2 separate regions of the Mus musculus genome follow, and region 1 is linked to region 2. A link is a contact called in public HiChIP or PLAC-seq data. All regions are on one chromosome and are shown on one strand. Each heading gives the region's core, a stretch centred on a gene start, on an enhancer-like site or on the middle of the called end of the contact. The rest is flanking DNA. Distances are from core to core; before and after follow the strand shown.

Evidence for each region. HiChIP or PLAC-seq counts read pairs in DNA pulled down with a chosen protein or histone mark.
Region 1: a CTCF HiChIP or PLAC-seq map of the NIH/3T3 cell line shows a contact between it and region 2, with 8 read pairs. The contact joins the enhancer-like site here to the promoter of Ccl2 in region 2. A contact is called at or near these places in 12 of 39 promoter capture datasets (the C10 cell line, the HPC-7 cell line, the SN4741 cell line and 8 more), 1 of 15 datasets of contacts at CTCF or cohesin (the NIH/3T3 cell line), 13 of 484 Hi-C or Micro-C datasets (the AML12 cell line, bladder smooth muscle, bone marrow-derived macrophages and 7 more), 6 of 115 datasets of contacts at active chromatin or transcription factors (the NIH/3T3 cell line, bone marrow-derived macrophages, embryonic fibroblasts and 3 more) and 4 of 9 other capture datasets (adipose tissue, liver, macrophages and 1 more).

What each region holds. Positions count from the first base shown.
Region 1 is chr11:82,193,839-82,197,974 of GRCm38.p6, forward strand. No RefSeq gene overlaps it. Among named protein-coding and RNA genes, the nearest start is that of Ccl1, 16 kb to the left of the region's middle. Within about 2 kb of position 1,288, at least 37 of the 459 cell types and tissues checked have an H3K27ac peak or open chromatin away from gene starts, as enhancers often do. A contact at or near this core is called in the NIH/3T3 cell line, the SN4741 cell line and embryonic fibroblasts, where this site is marked.
Region 2 is chr11:82,033,465-82,037,910 of GRCm38.p6, forward strand. Ccl2 (chemokine (C-C motif) ligand 2) reads left to right here and starts at 2,113. Exons shown (of 3, transcript NM_011333.3): 1 at 2,113-2,273; 2 at 3,019-3,136; 3 at 3,462-3,988. The coding sequence starts at 2,198. The coding sequence ends at 3,714.

The DNA.
Region 1 (4,136 bases), core at 38-2,537, 160 kb after region 2:
GTCAAGTTCCTGGACCCAGACTGCAATGGCAGATTCTGTTTAGGGTATACTCTCCCAGCAGATCGGTGAGAAAGTGGATGGGCAGAAACTTGGAATGCTTGTAAACCTTCTACCGGGACATGGCACACGCAGTGCCTGGCAGCATTCCACTAACTGTGCCCAAAGCCAGAGGCTTAGTAAAGGAAAAGCCTGAGTCATTTCAGACAAAAACTCGGCCTCCCACGGTAGAAAGGGCTCTTGCTAGGCTCAAACACTAATCCTGTTAGGACACATGTGGTAAGCACTCTCTCGTCCATGACTCGATCCAGATTAGCCTTGAAGAGAGGAACCGGATACTTAACACTTGTATCCATCTTTCCTGTTAACTCAGAACTCCTGTGTCTTGTTTAAAGATACAAGTTTGAGGTCTGGTTGCTGTGCGCATGCTCAGTTGGTCCAGTGTCTGCTAAGCACGCAGGAGGCTCTGGGCTAGGTCAGCAGCATCGCATGAACCAGCTGGGGTAGTGTCCACCTCTCATATCAGTACCCAGCGAATGTGGTCAAGAGAATCGGGAACTGAAGGTTCATTCTCTGCTCCTTTGAGAGTTTAAGCCTAGCCTTGGCTAGAGAGCCTGCCTTAAAAGAACAAAATCAAAAGCAAACACTAGGTTAAAACATTCATCTCCACATTTTAAAAATTGTCTGTTAAAGTTTTCCAACACTTTTTTTTTACACCATTAACCATATGCATGCACAGGGTGTGTGTGTGTGTGTGTGTGTGTGTGTGTGTGTGTGTGTGTGTGTGTTAATAAAAGGACCCAATTTGACTATATGGATCACCACCATTTTTCCAGGCTTTGGATGATCCCTCTGTTCCCTGAACTGATCTGAGGGACAACCCATATCCCACACCTGTAGCATTCTCACACTGCGTTCCTGCATCTCATTGGCTAGCTCATCTGCTCTGCAGCCACATCTCAGGATGAGCTAGCTAGCGCATCTGGTTTTTTCATCAAAAATGTCCTAGCTGTTTTCACTCTTTTTGGAAGTCAAAATGAGCCACCTCGGAGTCCTCCATAAAAAATCTGGAAGGTACCAACTATGCTCTAAGCAGATATTGGTTTGGTGAGTTATTGTGACCATCCCATGAAGGTAGGCAGTCTCTCTCGCCCCCTACTTCAGATGAAGAAGCCCAGGGAGACTGCTAGGGCTTCAAAGGAGCAGTTCTGGGATTCAAGTGTGACTTCAGAGCCCTTGTGGTTCCCACAACACACTGCCTGGGTTTCCAAGGGCTCAGCCAAAGGATGCTGAGTCACTCCTGCCCTTGGGCCTCACAAGAAAGTGGAGGAGGCTGTGAAAGACCTCATCAAACACTGGGGTTTCCTCTCACGCCTCTGCATGCTTCTTGTTCCCCAGCTGGGCCATGCACACCCTGCCTGGGAGGGATGGGCTGGTATGTCTGCAGAGAGCATCCTGGCACATGTCTGTCACCTTGCTGAGAGTTCCTAGTGACAGCAGGAGCCACACAGATTATAACTAAGGTAGCTCTTTCCCACTGACTGGAACAGCGAGGTACCTCTGACTTCCAGAGACGGTTCATCTTCTAAGGAGATGGTCAACTAGAAAAACCCCTTCCCCACCCCAGCATGTGTGTGCAAGTGAATACAGGTGACTGCAGGCACTATGGCATCTGGACTGTTCCTTTCCCTGCCATTGCCTCCTTTCCTTCCTAACACATCTTCTTACCACTCCGCTCCTGGATGGATGGGGCCACCGATAAATGACCTGTCAGCCCATGCTGATGCTCTGAGCTCTGCTTATTTGAGAACTGAGGGTTCTGCGTGTGCAGAGTTGCTATGAGCAACAAGATCACATCGGTGGACCAGAAGATGCCAATGCTATGCCAACAGCCAGGGCAGCTCCTGGGAATCAGGAAAAAATACAAGCTGTTGACCTTGGGTCCAACTGAGTCATGAACCTGGGATCAGGAATCCATCATCTCTTCATAAACTCTTCCTACAGCACCTGTCTATTCCTTTTTTCCTAAACTTTGAGATCACCTGTATAGTCCCGTGCACTGAGTTCTCGATGAATAGTAACTATTTGGGGGCTAAAGAGCACAGCAATAATTCATTGGGAAACAAGTCCAGAATCTTAGCTTCCAGGAGAAGATCTTGTTTCTGGAAACATGCCATCCTCAGTGGGGAAGATGAGGAAATAGGAATTATCTGTAGGTATTCTACACTGGCGTTTAGATGAATGACTGTGTGAGGCTCTGGACTGCCACACAGGGGCCGTTGTGTACTTTGTCATTAAGATTTACAGACAGGGGCCTAGAAGATAGCTCAAGTGTTAAACTACCTGCCATGCAAGCATGAGGACCTAAGCTCAAATCATCAGCACCCATATAAACAGCCAGGCATTGTGGCATGTGTGTGTAACCCAGATCTCAGGGGATGCTAGAGACAGATGGGTCTCTGGGGCCCATTAGACAGCCTTACTGAAGCAATGAGCAATGGTTTCAGTGCCAGACTCTGTCTCAAAACATAAGGTAGGGAGCAATCAAAGAAAGACACTTGAAGTCCATCTCTGACTTCCACAATATCTTCTCTCTCTCTCTCTCTTTCTCACTCACTCTCTCTCTCTCTCACACACACACACAGTCTGGTTGGCTGAGTCTGAAAAGCTCAAAATGTCAAGGGGACACATTATAGTAGATGTCAATGCAACTCTTCACACTCTGGTGGTTCTCGCTCCATGACTCGTAGGTAGGGCAGACTGTAGTATAGTGAGCAAGCTGCCTTGGGTTCAACTTACCTTTGATATTGCATATTGCCTTTGGAGTCGAAATTTTTTTCATGGTAACATGAAGGAAAATGCAAATGGCAAATCAGCAATTGTGACAGCCCTTCAGAGAAGCAGTTCTCACCTGCCACTGCCTCTCTCTTTGTAGGAGCATCTTTATGCTGTCCCCATCATCCCGAACTGATTCCTGTGCTCTTTTTATCCTCTGCTGTATTGTAAATGTTTTCTGTGATGCTCCTTAATTTCCATAATTGCCATGGTGATGACTGAAAAGATATTTCATCAAACAGGGCTGACAAAATCTAATTATAGATACTTAGTTGGTTGTTTAGATGCTGGGTATTAGGTATTTATGCGTCTAATTATAGACATTTAGCCAGTTATTTCCAAATAACGCTGTTATGACTACTTTTCCCAAGCCTCATTTTCTACATGTGATGGTTTTCTTTAAATTAACTTTCCAGAGGAAAATAGTGTTAAAAGAGGGCATGAACTCACCCCTGATAGCTGGAACACACAAAACTGGACCAGCTCTGTTCAGATCCTGACTTACGGAGCTGAGTCTCCGGCACTTGCCATTGCCATTCTCCTTGTCCTTTGGTAACTTAATGAGCATGTAACTGCATTCCACCATTGGCATAAGTTTTCTTTCTGGAAATCTCAGATCCACTTCATCCAAAGATGTAGCTGACCAAAATACACTGCAGAGAAAAATCCATTTTCAGTTAGAGCTATGGTCTGCATCTTAAATGTCTCCCAAAGATCCATGTGTTGGAGACTTGGTCCAGAGAGGCAGTACTGGAAGGAGGAGGTAGAGCTTTTAAGGGTTGGATGGGGCTCAGTGAGAATTCTTTAGCTCATTATGGGGCATGCTCTTGAAGGAAGCCACAAGACTCAGGCCTCTCTCTGTTCTGTCTCTGTCTTTCTGCCTGTATCCCCTCTCCCTCTCCCTCTCCCTCTCCTCTCTCTCTTGTGTGTGTGTGTACCCATGATATCTCTCTCAAAATAATGAAGCCAAGCAAGTATGACCTGGAACCTTCAAAGTGTTAATTAAGCCTTTAGGATAGAAGCCTCTGGTCACAACAGGATGCCATCTTGAAATTGCACTAATAGCCATGGTAACTAGAGCAGAAATACAGTGGTAGCAGATCTACAGTCATGGCAATAGAGCTATTACTACTCCTTAACAAATGGAGGAAAGAAGAGCCTGGAGGCTAGCACCTAACACTCCAGCTATGGCCCCATTATTCCCTACCTCAGCTGCAAGTAATCTTGGGAGAGGCTGGTCTAATGGAAAGGAGAAGGTTAGCTGAAGATGAGGCAATATGGTGCAGTTTCCATGGGTCACCATC
Region 2 (4,446 bases), core at 863-3,362:
TGAATCTGTGCATCTCAGTCAGGAAAGGCTTCCTCACATAGAAAGAAAATGCAACACTATACAATTTCCCTGGGGTTCTTGTGTCTCAGATTCATAATAATGGCATCTCTCAACTTGTTCATGCTACAGAAAGCCCAAAAGAATGACTAGATTTCATAGATAACATTCTCACAGATGAGCTGTGGGCATCTATGAACATGAGGAAAACTTCGTGGAGGTAGCAACGAGATGCTCTGGGTAGAAATGACTACGCACAACTACTGCCTCCAATCCTGAAATAATTCACATATTTGAGGGAAACTGAGTGACATACAGGAAAAGAATTGGGCTAAATCCAGAACAATTTGGACACTAGTCAGGAGGAGGACAGTGACTAGCAAGATCATGATATAGGTGAACAAAAGGAGGGTCCCAAGAGGTACCGCAAACTAGGAAACTAACATCCATTGTGAGACATTAAATCTCATGTCCAAGCGGGCGTGGTGGCGCACGCCTTTAATCCCAGCACCTGGGAGGCAGAGGCAGGCAAATTTCTGAGGCCAGTCTGGTCTACAAAGTGAGTTCCAGGACAGCCAGGACTATACAGAGAAACCCTGTCTCGAAAAACCAAAAAACAAATCTCAGGTCCAGGGAAGCATTCTGGAAGCACCAGCCCCACCCCCACCCCGTGTCACCTGTGTTACCTATGGGTAATTAGGTTTTTGACAACTGACTATGCCTGGCTCCTGGTAAGCCATCACAATGCTGCTAAGGACCACTTGCCATGGAATAAACACAGCAGCTTGTTTGATAAAGCTTATTTCCTATCACAAATATATTAACTTCAGAACTGTTCTCTTCCAAGCATCCCCCCATTCCTTTACAGTCATTGTCTCCACGACTCTCTATGAAAGACAAATCTTGGGTACAACTCTGCCAATCAGGAAAGACTCAAAAGGATGCTACAGAGGAAGGAGGAAATCAAGATACCTGAGTGGAAGACTCCGCTCAGCCACTGGCACGCATGTGAGAGCGCCACTCTTTTTATCAAGAGTCTGCTGAAATGAATTCTAAGGGCTTTCAGATTTTATCGCTTTGATCACACTGTTTGTGAAGAAATCTAAACCTGGAAAGCTGAATTAAGCCAGACATTCCAGTTGGCTCACTCATGGTCCCTGGAAATCACGAAGGAAACAGGGCAGAGAGCTACCAGGAGTAGTAAACGCTAACACACAGGCTTCTAATTCATCATGACTTAACCAAAAGGCATGTTTCTCCATGGCCCGTTAGCTGTCTGTTAGTTTGAAGGTAATGTGATGATAGCCAGGCTGGAGCTACCTGGGTCCTGTTCCAGGGACTCTTAGGGCAGTTACCTACATGACCCTTCTGGACCTCAGCTGCCTGATCTGAGAATGGGGAGTAACAGCATCTACTTACCAGAGCTGGGGAAATTAGAGACTGCACTGTGAAGGGTTCCAACCACTCCTGGCCCAGAGTAAGCACTAGGTGAGTTTTATATAGAAATTTCTTCTGCACCATGAGCTCATGTATATGGCTTTCCAGGTCTGGACTTTTACAACTCAGACAGTTCATATCAATGTCACAAAGCTTCTTAGTGCTGCAAAATATCTGGTAACCACCAAGTGGAGAGAATGCTGTATTCAACAAGGCCTGATAACCAAGGACTCAGCCGACTTACTGGGGGTCCTTTCCCAGCTGCAAGGTTCCTTGAGCCAGGGGCAAGCTAGGCTGTGTTTCCAAGCATCTTCTTCCTAAGGACTTTAGGTTCCTTGGCCACTTCCTTTTATTTCAGTGAAAGCAGAGCCACTCCATTCACACTTGTGGTCACAGTAGTACAATTACTGCCAATTCTTCCCTCTTTCCCCCCCCCCCCCCCTACTCCCTGCGCAGCTTCATTTGCTCCCAGGAGTGGCTAGAAAAATACCAAATTCCAACCCACAGTTTCTCTCTTCCACTTCCTGGAAACACCCGAGGGCTCTGCACTTACTCAGCGGATTCAACTTCCACTTTCCATCACTTATCCAGGGTGATGCTACTCCTTGGCACCAAGCACCCTGCCTGACTCCACCCCCCTGGCTTACAATAAAAGGCTGCCTCAGAGCAGCCAGAAGTGCAGAGAGCCAGACGGGAGGAAGGCCAGCCCAGCACCAGCACCAGCCAACTCTCACTGAAGCCAGCTCTCTCTTCCTCCACCACCATGCAGGTCCCTGTCATGCTTCTGGGCCTGCTGTTCACAGTTGCCGGCTGGAGCATCCACGTGTTGGCTCAGCCAGGTGAGACCCCCCCAGCTCCCTTCCCAGCATATCACCCCATTTTTGAATTGTCGTGGATTGTGATAGCATAGTCTCACATGGTCAGGTACTTTTTTTTTTTTCTTTAACCAAGATAAGGAGCATAAAGAAGGAAGGACAAAGAGCCAACCCAATTACAAGATTGCTTCTGGAAAGCAACTAGAATTTTAATTGTTAGATCTAAATTTGGAATCACACCTTCATATAGTTCCTGTTCCAGTTACTTCCCTCAGTATTTGGGAACCTGGGTGATCAAACAGAGGCTTGGGTTGGTGCCTTTTTCCAGATAGAGGAGAAAGGGGAAGAGATCCAAGATCCGAGCTGTGTTTCACCCAGCCCTGCTTCCAGAGATAGCAGCTTAGCGGAGGTGGTTGGGATCAGAGATACTCATGATTTGATTTTTTTTTTTTTTTTTTTTTTTTTTTTTTTTTTGCAGCCTACAGTAATGTACTCAGGTAATCTTCTCAGGTCATAGTAATTTGACTTCTAACTCCCCCAAATGACAGTCCCCAGAGTCACATAGTTTTAATGGCATCCCTCTACCCAAGACTGTGAGCCTACTTTAAGCTGCAAATAACTGAGTCTGTTGTCAAAGATCACATCCCAGATCTGATGTATTGGCATTTATATCCCATCCTGCTGAAACTGCCTTCTCCCCGTGGTCCTTCTCTTCTCTAAGGTCAGAAGCATCTTTCCTGTCCTAATGTGCTTCTCTTTTACTCTCCAGATGCAGTTAACGCCCCACTCACCTGCTGCTACTCATTCACCAGCAAGATGATCCCAATGAGTAGGCTGGAGAGCTACAAGAGGATCACCAGCAGCAGGTGTCCCAAAGAAGCTGTAGTGTGAGTTACATACCCCGGCCCTCCCTGGTCCAAAGGTTTTTCCTTAAGAACAAGGGATGGTCCTCATATACTTATAGTCAGTCACACACTCAGATCCAATGGGGAAACCAAGGCCAAGAAGGCAAAGGCAGTTCTCAACAGCATTGTCTCTATGGCTGCTGTTCAGGCCCTTTCTACTCCACAAGCTTATCTTAGAAAACCTGCAGGAGAAGCAGGTCACTTTGAGTCCCCTTTTTCTACCTGCCCTCCCCCGCTGAGCTCTACACAGCCCCTCCATGTATACCAGACTGAACTTCATCTAACAGTGTCTTTTCTCTTCCCACAGTTTTGTCACCAAGCTCAAGAGAGAGGTCTGTGCTGACCCCAAGAAGGAATGGGTCCAGACATACATTAAAAACCTGGATCGGAACCAAATGAGATCAGAACCTACAACTTTATTTAAAACTGCATCTGCCCTAAGGTCTTCAGCACCTTTGAATGTGAAGTTGACCCGTAAATCTGAAGCTAATGCATCCACTACCTTTTCCACAACCACCTCAAGCACTTCTGTAGGAGTGACCAGTGTGACAGTGAACTAGTGTGACTCGGACTGTGATGCCTTAATTAATATTAAACTTATTTAACTTATTGATGTTATGGTATTCCCTTTCATGAATACTAAAATTTCTTAAATGCAAGGTGTGGATCCATTTTTCCCTCTCTGTGAATCCAGATTCAACACTTTCAATGTATGAGAGATGAATTTTGTAAAGATGAATGGGTAAACTTTGTGTTTGAGATTCCAAGGTATTGTTTAAAATATTATTATGGATATTCCTTATTATTAAAAGAAATATATTATTTTTGTACACCAGTCTGACTTTGAGTGTTTTCTTGAGGGAAACTGCAAAGCTGAGAGTATATAAGCTTGGAGAGCAACACAGGTTGGGACACATATTGTGGGGGAACAGGAGAGTGAATGGCCCACTCTTTTGTATTGAATGGTCTTATCTGAGTGTCATAGACTCTTCAAGATGGGGCCCAGTCAGGGATGCTAGTACCATTGTTTTGGTCCCTAGCATTGCTTCTCAGATACATGCTCAACAAAAGCCCCAGTCCTTCCCAGTCACATGTCCTAGTTGCCCTTTAACTGGGATACATCACTTCCATCTACAGCTCTGCAATTTATAATTCTCTAACTGCATAGGTAGTTCAGACAGTGGAGAACAGACGGGAGACTTAACCATCTTCTATAGGAAGGTTATGGTAATGCTTCCTAGAGAGAGGAAGACATGAACTTATCCTTGATAATGGTTAGTTTTATAGGAAAA